Regions from separate parts of the Mus musculus genome. Here region 2 is linked to region 1. Evidence: chromatin contacts called from public HiChIP or PLAC-seq data. All regions are on one chromosome and are shown on one strand. Each heading gives the region's core, a stretch centred on a gene start, on an enhancer-like site or on the middle of the called end of the contact. The rest is flanking DNA. Distances are from core to core; before and after follow the strand shown. Region 1 holds the start of Dynlrb2 (dynein light chain roadblock-type 2). Region 2 overlaps Cdyl2 (chromodomain protein, Y chromosome-like 2).

Region 1 (4,761 bases), core at 329-2,828:
AAGAGAACCTAATGCTTTTAACCACTGAGCTTTCTCCACAGCCTCATATGCATTTTTTTTGGATTTTTTTTTTTTTGAGATAGGATTTCACAGTATATAGCTCAGCCTGGTCTTGAACTTGCAGCAGTCCTCCTGCCTCAGCCTCCTGAGTGCTGGGACTCCAGGCAGGCATTACCGTGCTCCACTTAGCCAGGCAGTTTTGTGATGAGAATCTATTCTATTGTTTTCTTTCCCAACATCTCACAAGTGAACACTACGTTACTTCAGTCAGAGACAGGCTTCCTTCTGCACCCATTGTGGAGGTGAGCAAGCACTTTTCTCGTTTTTCCCACCACCAGGGCAGGTGTCTTTTGAGGAAATGTCAGGCTGGATTAGTGGCTTTCCTCATGGTGGACACTGGTAACATTTAATTTAGCATGTTCTTTAAACTACACCATGGCCCAAAGCTTGGAGAAATGCATCTGCAGAGGCCACCCCAGGTCACAAACGGGCTGTCACAAATAAAGAGGACTGTGAAAACAAAGGAAGAGAGCATATGTTTACATTTCAGTAACACGAAAGCTCTGAGCCTGAGGTGTCCTCTGGAAAGGAAAAGGAGACATCGCCAGTGACAGTAATAGCAAGAATCTGATAGTGCCAGGGACTTGTTTTGTCTCATACACAGCCTGGGACAAAACCAAAACCAAACCAAACCAAACACCAAAACCAAACAACAAACAAACCAACCCAACCGACCAACCAAGAAAACGCAAACCCCAGTAAATGTAGACATTTTTTTCTTGGGGTATCTCTCTGACACTTGGCATTTCTTGGTCTCCTTATGTCTGGCACAGAATACTCACAAACCAGCCCAGTTCTGATCGCCTTAGGGGCTCCTCAAAGTCACGGACCTCTCCTCCCTTCCTCCACTGCTCCTCTCAGCTCTCTGCTCCTCACCTTTCCTCTCCTCCAAGGTGGTTCTCTTCTGACTCCCAGACCCCTATTGCAACCTCCTGTGTCCCCAGGCCACTCCTGTGCCTCTCCTCCTCTCCCCTTCACTCTCCTTCCCTCCTCCTCCTCTCCCTTTCCCTTTTCTCCAACCCTTTTCCTTCGTTTCTTTCTCTCCCATCCCCTTCCTTCTCTTCTCTTCCCCTTTGCCTTTCTTTTTCCCTTTCCTTTTTTTTTCTCTCTTCTCTCTCCTTCCTTTTCTGTGCAGGCGAGGTTGGGGTAGCATCCCACCTTCCTCCCCGCGTTCTCTCTCCATTCCTCGCCCCCCCTCCTAGTTTTTATTTCTTCCCTCTTTGTCTCTTACTCATCTCCCAGCCCCCTTCCCATTTTTTTGTTCTCCTGGTCTCCTTCTTTCTCAGCTTGGGATCTTTCTTTCTTTCTCCACCTCTGTCATAGCTCTTTGCAAACTTTTCTGGCTCCCAGATTCATCTCAACACCTCCCGTTTTTTCAATAGCGCCCTTTCCAGCTGTCATCCAGTAAATGGTGAGACCCTCCCAGGACAGCTGTGCACATGAGTCTCCCCCTCTACCCTTCTAGACAAGAACTCAGATTTACCATCGCGCCTGTGGGACAGCTCCTGGCTCAAGTCTGAGTTGCAGTTTCTGTGGATGTCAACAACGCTTCCCCCGTTGCTAGGCAACCAGGCAGGAAGTGGCTTTCTGAAAGCTATGGGCTGCGCCTGCGCAACGGTTAGGCTGTTTCTGAAGCCGGCTTTTCCGCCCTGCATGTGGCAGGTTGCTTTGCAGCCTAGCAAAAGAAGGCAGGCACGGACGTTCCTTCCCAGGAACCTCAAGGCGATGGGGTCGTGGCAGGATACAGTCTCTCCTGGGTTTAACTTTTCTTCTTTTTCATGCTTTCTGGAGATGTGGCCGGCACTTGTCCCTGAGTCAGGCAAGTGTAGGTAGCCACTTGACCGCCCCCACGTGAGATATATGATACACACATGGGTGCCAATAATACCATCCTGAGATATAGAACTATCCATGTGGGAAACAATAACACACTGTGGATATGGTAGCACGCAGGGAAGGTGCTCATGTCCTAAAACCAACCGATTTCACTTTATCTCTGAGAATTTGGTACTAGAGCTGAGCCGATCTAGAAAGGGTTTGTTCTGCTGCTGTGATAAACAAACAAACAAACAAACAAAGAGCAACTTCGAGGAGAAAGGGTTCCGTCTAGCTTACAATTCCAGGTCGCAATCATTGTGGGAAGGCAAGGCAGGAGCTTGAAGAATCTAGTTAGATCCACACTCAGCAGGGGGAGAGAATGAGAGAGGGGGGAGGGGGAGAGGGAGAGGGAGAGAAAGGGAGGGAGCGATAGAGGAGGGAAAGTAAGAAAAAGCAGAAGAGAAAGAGGGAGGAAGGAAGAAAGAAGGAAGAGGAGGAAGCCTTTATCCACAGCTGTGATGGGAGGCAAGCAGGATTCCAGCAGGAGCAGCTCTGGCAGGAGAACAACAGCTCAGAGAGAAGTGGCCAAAGTGACTTCCAACCAGCAGTAAAGTCTGATTCTGCGCATAGGGAATCAATGGGGGAGAACGGGAGCCACTTTCTCCTCATCGACCTTTCCCTCCAATGATTTCTCGGAGGTAGCTTGGTTTAATTTTGATGCCTTCTCTTTGGGGTGGGACTATGATGGATATCCAAGGTGGTGCTTTATAAAGCGCCTTGAAGGAATCCAACATGTTCTCGGGCCCCGTCCTAGGTACTGGGAATTCTTTCCACCCCTTCCACCACCTCCCAACTCTCCCCCTTCCTTTAAATTCATGCTAAGTGCTAAATAACCTTCAACTCCACTGAAAGTGTTAGTTACTAAAACTTGCAAGCACTTGGAAAAACCAAACCGTAGGCATATTTTACTCTTCCTTGCCCTTAACTGTCAAAAACCAGAACTTCCTTCCCAACAAGAGGGGGTCTCTCTTGTTTGTTGACTGTCTCCATTCTGATAGAATCGCAGTAATGCTGTGACCTTGAGTTTCCCCTTGGTATCTTATTTACTTTTCTATGTAGCTTTGGCACTCTTTTGGCAACCATTGAGTTGGACTGCACTTTTTATATCTTGTGTTCATTTTCCTTGTGAGATTTTCCTATTATAGTACTCTACTTTAGGGCATCTTAAGCTTTATCCAGTTACAACCCATTTCTCCCACCCCCGACAAATTTATTATTCATTTTATGTGTATAGGTGCTTTGCCTACATGTATGCCCATGCACTGTGTGTGTGTGTGTGTGTTTGTGTGTGGTGTGTGTGTGTGTTGACCCCAGAGGCCAGAAGATGTTGGATCCCCTGGAACTTGAATTACAAACAGTTGCAACCTGCCATATGAGTGCTGTCAATTGAAGCCAGGTCCTCTGCAAGAGCAACCAGTGCTCTTACCTCTGAGTCACCTATCCAGCCTTCCCAGATAAAATTATATGTGGTCTTGTGTTTATAAAAGTAGGTATAGATATCAAACATTTACTGATAATAAATTATAAAGAAATTTATTTGAACACAATCCTTTGGCCTACATAAAATCCTACCACTCATTAAAGAGAAAAACAATTTGCATGATAATGGATAGGAAGTGCTTGTCTGTCTAACTTAAGCCAATTCAAAGAATCACTAATTTGATTCTTACATACTGAGGAGTGGAGGTAGGAAACTATTAGGAATCTTTGTTGCTGTTGTTGTTTATAATTAAATATTAGTTTCTATAAGAATAGAAAACTCCTTGTAAAAACCACCAATGCAACTCTTAGCCTTCAGTTTGAGGGAGGGTGTTTGGGGTGTTTTAGACATTGTTTGTTGACTTTACACGGTGAGGGCATACACAAGTTGAGTGCCCCTGATGTATGTTCAGAGCCAGAGCTGCTGTTAGTTTGCAAAACACAACTCCATCAACAACAGCAAGACACCTCATATTCATGGAGTGTTTAATTTTGAATTAATCTTTGATCCTTGCATTTTTCCTGTTTGTTGCCAATTCTTTTATGAGTCGTCCCCCCCCCCCCTTGGTGCATAGTTCAGAATTCCTTTCCTTTTTTTTTTCCCACAAATAGGACTTTTTATTTGTCACTATTAAAAATCTGGATTTTACACTGATCTGATTCTTGGACTGGCGGTTCATATCCGTCAGCTCGCTCAACCTTAGCGCCCGTCTCGTCTCCAGCTGCTTTGCCAGAGCTGCCGCCTTCCCCATGCAGCTCCATGAGATTGCCCAATTCAAACTTGGGTTTCTTCAGCATTTTTACTTTTCTAACAAAGACATCATGAAGAGGATAAATGGACTGGCAAGCCTTTTCTATGTCTTTCCCAATGCTGTCTGGAATCAGTTTATTAACTACTTCCTTCAAGTCATTGGTCTGCACCACTCGGGTCATGATTTCCATCATCTTCTTCCGGATCTGGCGGACTTGCTGGTGCTGCGCATAGGATGTCTTTCTTATCTGGTTGTTGTGTTTCTTAGCGAATCCAACACAGAAAAGTCAGAGCAAATACCCATCGGTCGTCTTGACATCAATGTGAGCTTCAATCATGGTCTGCCACTTCTTGACCATGGAGCACATTTTGTCCCGGGTAAGATCCATACCATGGAAGTTAGTCAGACAGTTTTTGCCCTGAACGTCCTCAGTGATTAGCTTGAATTTTCTAAATGCAACTTCATCATTCTGTAGATCGGCAAGGCTCACTTCAAACACACTACCCTTGAGGCCATCAGAGGCAATTTTAGTTCCTTGAGTCCTCGTCTTCCTAGTGTCTTCCCGATATTCCTAATATTGAACATGGCTGGA
Region 2 (4,646 bases), core at 1,874-4,373, 83 kb before region 1:
TTTATTTCACATATACACACAAACACACACACATCTGGGTATGCTTTTGTGCACAACTGCAGTCTCCTCAGACGCCCTGCTCCTAGACCTGGGGTTAGCAGCTTTGAGCCTCCCGACACAGCTGTCAAGAACCCAACTTGAGACCTTTGCAAGAGCAGCGTGTGCTCTTGACTGCGGTAGAGATGGCTATCTCCATAGCCCTTTCTTCTTCTTCTTCTTTTTTTTAAACTTGACTATCTCTCAACCCTGTGGTATTACAACTTTGTGTTGGGGTTTTAAGTTCTTGTGGGAGATTTTACCTACAGAAAATGTTCAGGCAGCTTGTTCTGTGATGTGGAGGAAGGAAGGGCCATACCAGTTAGTATTCGATTCCAATGTAAGTTTCCTGTCTAGGAAGCCTTCATTTTGCATCCTGGCCACACTGCTGCCGGTCATCCTGAATGCCCAGGCTCTTAGGAGATGTTGTGTAGGTGGCACGGACAGTGCTCGAGACGGGGCTATGATTGGAATGAGCCAGAGTGTGGCGGGCTACGGGTGTGGGTTCATCCTGTGCCAGCCTTTGAAGTCCTGCATTCTCGGCGTGTGGGGCATGCGAGCGGCAGTGCACCAGCTGCTGCTTCTGTGATGACTTTGGTAGCCTGGGAGAGGTGGCTCTGCTCTCTTCTTCACACTGCCTCACTGCTCCACAGCCAAACAGGAGGCTCGGTTATCCAGAGCCAAGATGCTTCGACAGGCAGCTCCACCTTCAGCTGACGCTTCCAAGTGTGAGGTTACAGCCAGAAGCTGCGAGAGTCACTGAGTTGCTGTGGGCCACTTTTGAATGTCTATCACTGAGGCACTGTGACAGTCTTAAGAATACAGCAGGAACTAAGAAGATAGCTTTCTGATTATTGTTCAAACCATGGTCTAGCTGGGGCAAACAATTGAAATTCCCCTGTGGTAGCATGACGAGGAGAGCAAGATATTCACAATCTGGGCTTCACTATTCCCTCTGAGGAATGAGAACTTTCAGGTGGCCTGTCATTTATTGCTCACCTGGAGAGAATTCTAGACTGGCAGATCCTGAATCTTGTGGATAATACACAGCAGACTGTGAACTTGGTCATGTCTACATGCTAAAGCATGCTGACCATGGGCCACCTATGACCCCTGCAAGGGTCTAGGGAGATAAAACAAGAGAAAATTTTAACTGAGACAACTAGAGGCTTATATAGCTCACCAACGCTGTGCAGAGGACCACTTTCCCATGCTTTTTAAGGGGTTCAACCAGCAAATAACCTAAAGTTGGCTAACAGAAGTTCATAGAGACAGATCAAGTTCACACCAGGCTCCCAGGACTTCCATGTTGATCCTTCCGCTTTCACTGAGGGTGGTGTGGGAAGGTTTTGGTTCAGTGAAGTTTCTTTCCCCGGGGATGGACGTGTGCTTCCATTCAGGGGAAGTCTCTCAGACATTCAAAGCTCTGCGAACTCACCTCTGCCTGCAGATCATGAAGGAAGTCCGGCGAGCCCTGTGCAACGCGGCCACAGATGACAGCAAGCTACTGCTGCTCAGTGCCGTGGGCAGTGTGTTCTGCAGCGGACTAGACTATTCCTACCTGATCGGCCGGCTGTCCAGCGACCGGAGAAAGGAGAGCACTCGAATCGCAGAAGCTATCAGGTGAGTCCGACCTCTCTCTGAATGAACGCTTTGGGGAGCCTGCCAACGGTGACCAAATTTAGCCAGTTAAAAGTACAGGCTGCCCAGCTGTAAACGTACATCAAACAATGTGCGATTTTATTTTTAGTGTGAGTATATCCTCGGCACCATTTAGGACACCAGGACATACTTACATTTTAAAATTACCGTTGATTTATCTGAAGTTTGACTCTTTTTGATGCCAGGGATCAAACCCAGGGTCTTGTACATGTTGGACAAATAAATGTTCTACCGTTCAGCTCCGTTTCCATCTCTGAACTGTGGACACGAGCTGGCCAGCCGACGTTTTGTCTGTGGCCCCATGGCAGGCTTTGCTCTCCATAGGTTGCATTTCATGCCCGCCTCCCCTTTTTGTTTTTTGTTTTTTTAAAAAGACATACCTATTTTTCCCATTATGGCCTGCATTGGCAATGCCTGTGATACTTTCTGATTCCACCTTCTGCCTGGTAGTATGGTCTTTGATTATGTAGCCATTTCTGTGTCCTGGACCTGATGTGACTCAATTACTAGGGAGAGAGTGAAGATACTATATATACATCTATGGCATTGGTAGACAGGGTGGGTCTAGAGTGCCCCTTTCAAAGTCTGTGGGTCAGATGTGTGAGGTCTTAAACACAGGATAATTGTCTATTTGTTATTTCATTTTCATGTGTGTAGGTAGGTGCACGTGTATATGTGTGGGTACATGTGTGCATGCACAGTGGTCAGAGGTCAACCTCAGATGTTCTTTCTCAGGCGCTGCCACGGTCTCTCACTGGCCCAGTACTTGCCCAGCAGGCTAAGCTGACTGGCCAGTGAGCCCCAGCCCCACCTGTCACCACCTCCCCAGCTCTGGGATTACAAGCAAGCATCTGCCAAAAAAGCTCTGCCTTTTTTTTTTTTTTTTAAAACACATGGGTCCCCATGCTTGTAAAGCTAGCACTTTTTTTTTAAACCCACTGAGCTGTTTCCCTAGCCCCTCCCACTTATTCATAACAAAAGCAAATGAATGAACTCTCCAGCCAGGTCATTTAGCTGCTTGATAGAGGCCACTCATGAGCCTCTCTCTGGGAGACTTGCCCTTGTGCCTTCCTCAAGGGATGAGACACAGCTGAGTCACAGCCCATGGTCTCAAGACCAGGGATGTTTACTCCACGCGGAGTCTCGGAGCCTCAGGCTGCCGACTGCTCAGGGTCTCTCAGTCCTGTGGATGGTTCCAGCAGAGGCTGACTTCCGTGCGGTCACTCAGGGAATCAGAGGATGCGGTGGATAGCGCGAGGACGTTCCTTTGTGTGAATTCCAGGCCCGACTTTGTATGAAGTGTTGCTCAGGAATGCCTGTGTGCTTCCCCATGCAGCATCCTCCTCCTCAGGAGAGAACTAAGAAGCCTGGACCCCTTCCTGCGGGGAGAGGGGGGTGTTGACGTCACTTCCTGTTTTCAGGGCGCAGCCAGCTCCTGCCTGTGAACCCTGCAGTTTCTGCCTTGTTTGAGCTCAGCTGTGTCTTCTCAGTGCTGGCTTTGCATGAGTTGAAAGAGCAGCAAAGGCACTAGACTGATTCCCTCTTTATCGACGGGGCCACCAGAGCATACCCCAGGGACCGAAGAACCCACCGTGACCCTAGAAAGCCTAGCCCACAGTCTGCACCTGGTTACCGATCCCACTACAGGTGCTTGTGGTATCTCCAGCCCAGGCAAACATTTAAGATCCAGCCCAGGGTTCTCCTTCATGCAGGAAGAGCTAACTAGCACTTGGACTTCTTGTCCTCAGAGAGATAGAAAACACTTCCTAATCTATTCAATCCATGAAGCTGAGTTAATTCTTAATGGAATGGAGAATGGACCTGAAGTAGCCTCTAAGTGGGAGGTGATGGTATGTGGCTGGGAGTGACACAGGAAAAGGCGTGACACGTGAAATAGGAAAGGGGATGTGACAGAGACTCAAGTAAAGCAGCTGCCAGCCATGGAGCACCCAAGAAGGCTGGCACCATCAGCAGGTGAGGGGGGAGCTCTGGAAAGCTCCTGCCTCAGTACTCAGAGTAGACCAGGACCTGGAATGTGGACTTCTTGTCTCCAAGTGCACTACAGAATAAACTTCTGTTGTTTTGAACCACGGTTTGTGGTCACTGTCATAGAAGCCTTAAGTTTTTAAGGAAGGCATTAACACTCAGAATGCCCCCGACCTTCTGGGCTCATCCCATCCTTCACTAGAGCATACACGGGCACACACACACAGACACACACACACACACACACCACAAACACAAGTTATTACCTTTATGTTTGGGACTGCCGTTCTGCCAGCCACAACTGTGGAGTAGGCTTTTAGAGATCTTTCTGAGCTTCAGATGACAGTTGCCATGTGTGGTCTGGTGCTCGTAGACCCTGGACAGCCTGGCATAGCTCTAGCTGTCCTGGCTCTGGTTAAAGGGAATGAGTGCCAGGGTCACAAGGGAAGTAACAATTGCTTCAGGCGACACAGTGACGTCCCCAGTGGTAGCATTTTGCTTGAATTTTCTCTGGGATAGAAGAATGGACCACAGACTACCATGAATTAGATGAGAGCTGCATATAGAAACAGAGGCCTGGTCATAGAAGCCTGACCCATTATTCCTCATATGCTGGGCACTTGCTACTCTTGTTGAATTCTCATTTATCAACATGAGTACCCGGCATTGGCCTTCCTATTGTATAGAGGGAGAAAAACGAATCTCTAGAGCCCAGGCAGCTTGTCTAAGATCTGGCTGTTAGTGAGGGACAGAGTTGAGATTTGACTTTAACTGTCAGACTCCTTTGATGTTCCACACCACTTTCAAGCGTCCCATCTGCCTGGTCAGGCTACAGGCACAGGGCTTGAGCTGAGCAGAGGGAGCTATCTGCAAAAGACCAGAGTCAGTCTCACAGTCGTGGACGTGGACGCTGGGGGAAATACAGAGCAGTCCTCTGAGCCCAGCCCAGCCCTGCCACTGAA

What was found. HiChIP or PLAC-seq counts read pairs in DNA pulled down with a chosen protein or histone mark.
Region 2: an H3K4me3 HiChIP or PLAC-seq map of the SCID.adh cell line shows a contact between it and region 1, with 25 read pairs. The contact joins the enhancer-like site here to the promoter of Dynlrb2 in region 1. A contact is called at or near these places in 3 of 39 promoter capture datasets (epiblast stem cells, liver and macrophages), 6 of 484 Hi-C or Micro-C datasets (CD4 T cells, CD8 T cells, Th17 cells and 1 more), 4 of 115 datasets of contacts at active chromatin or transcription factors (the SCID.adh cell line, double positive thymocytes, embryonic stem cells and 1 more) and 2 of 9 other capture datasets (adipose tissue and pancreatic islet).

Annotation. Positions count from the first base shown.
Region 1 is chr8:116,501,832-116,506,592 of GRCm38.p6, reverse strand. It overlaps Dynlrb2 (dynein light chain roadblock-type 2), which reads right to left and starts at 1,578. Exons shown (of 4, transcript NM_029297.1): 1 at 1,544-1,578. The coding sequence starts at 1,546. It also overlaps the pseudogene Gm9058.
Region 2 is chr8:116,586,263-116,590,908 of GRCm38.p6, reverse strand. Cdyl2 (chromodomain protein, Y chromosome-like 2) reads left to right here. Exons shown (of 7, transcript NM_029441.3): 4 at 1,487-1,659. Among named protein-coding and RNA genes, the nearest start is that of Gm31367, 17 kb to the left of the region's middle. Within about 2 kb of position 3,123, at least 98 of the 459 cell types and tissues checked have an H3K27ac peak or open chromatin away from gene starts, as enhancers often do. A contact at or near this core is called in CD8 T cells, the SCID.adh cell line, Th17 cells and 3 more, where this site is marked.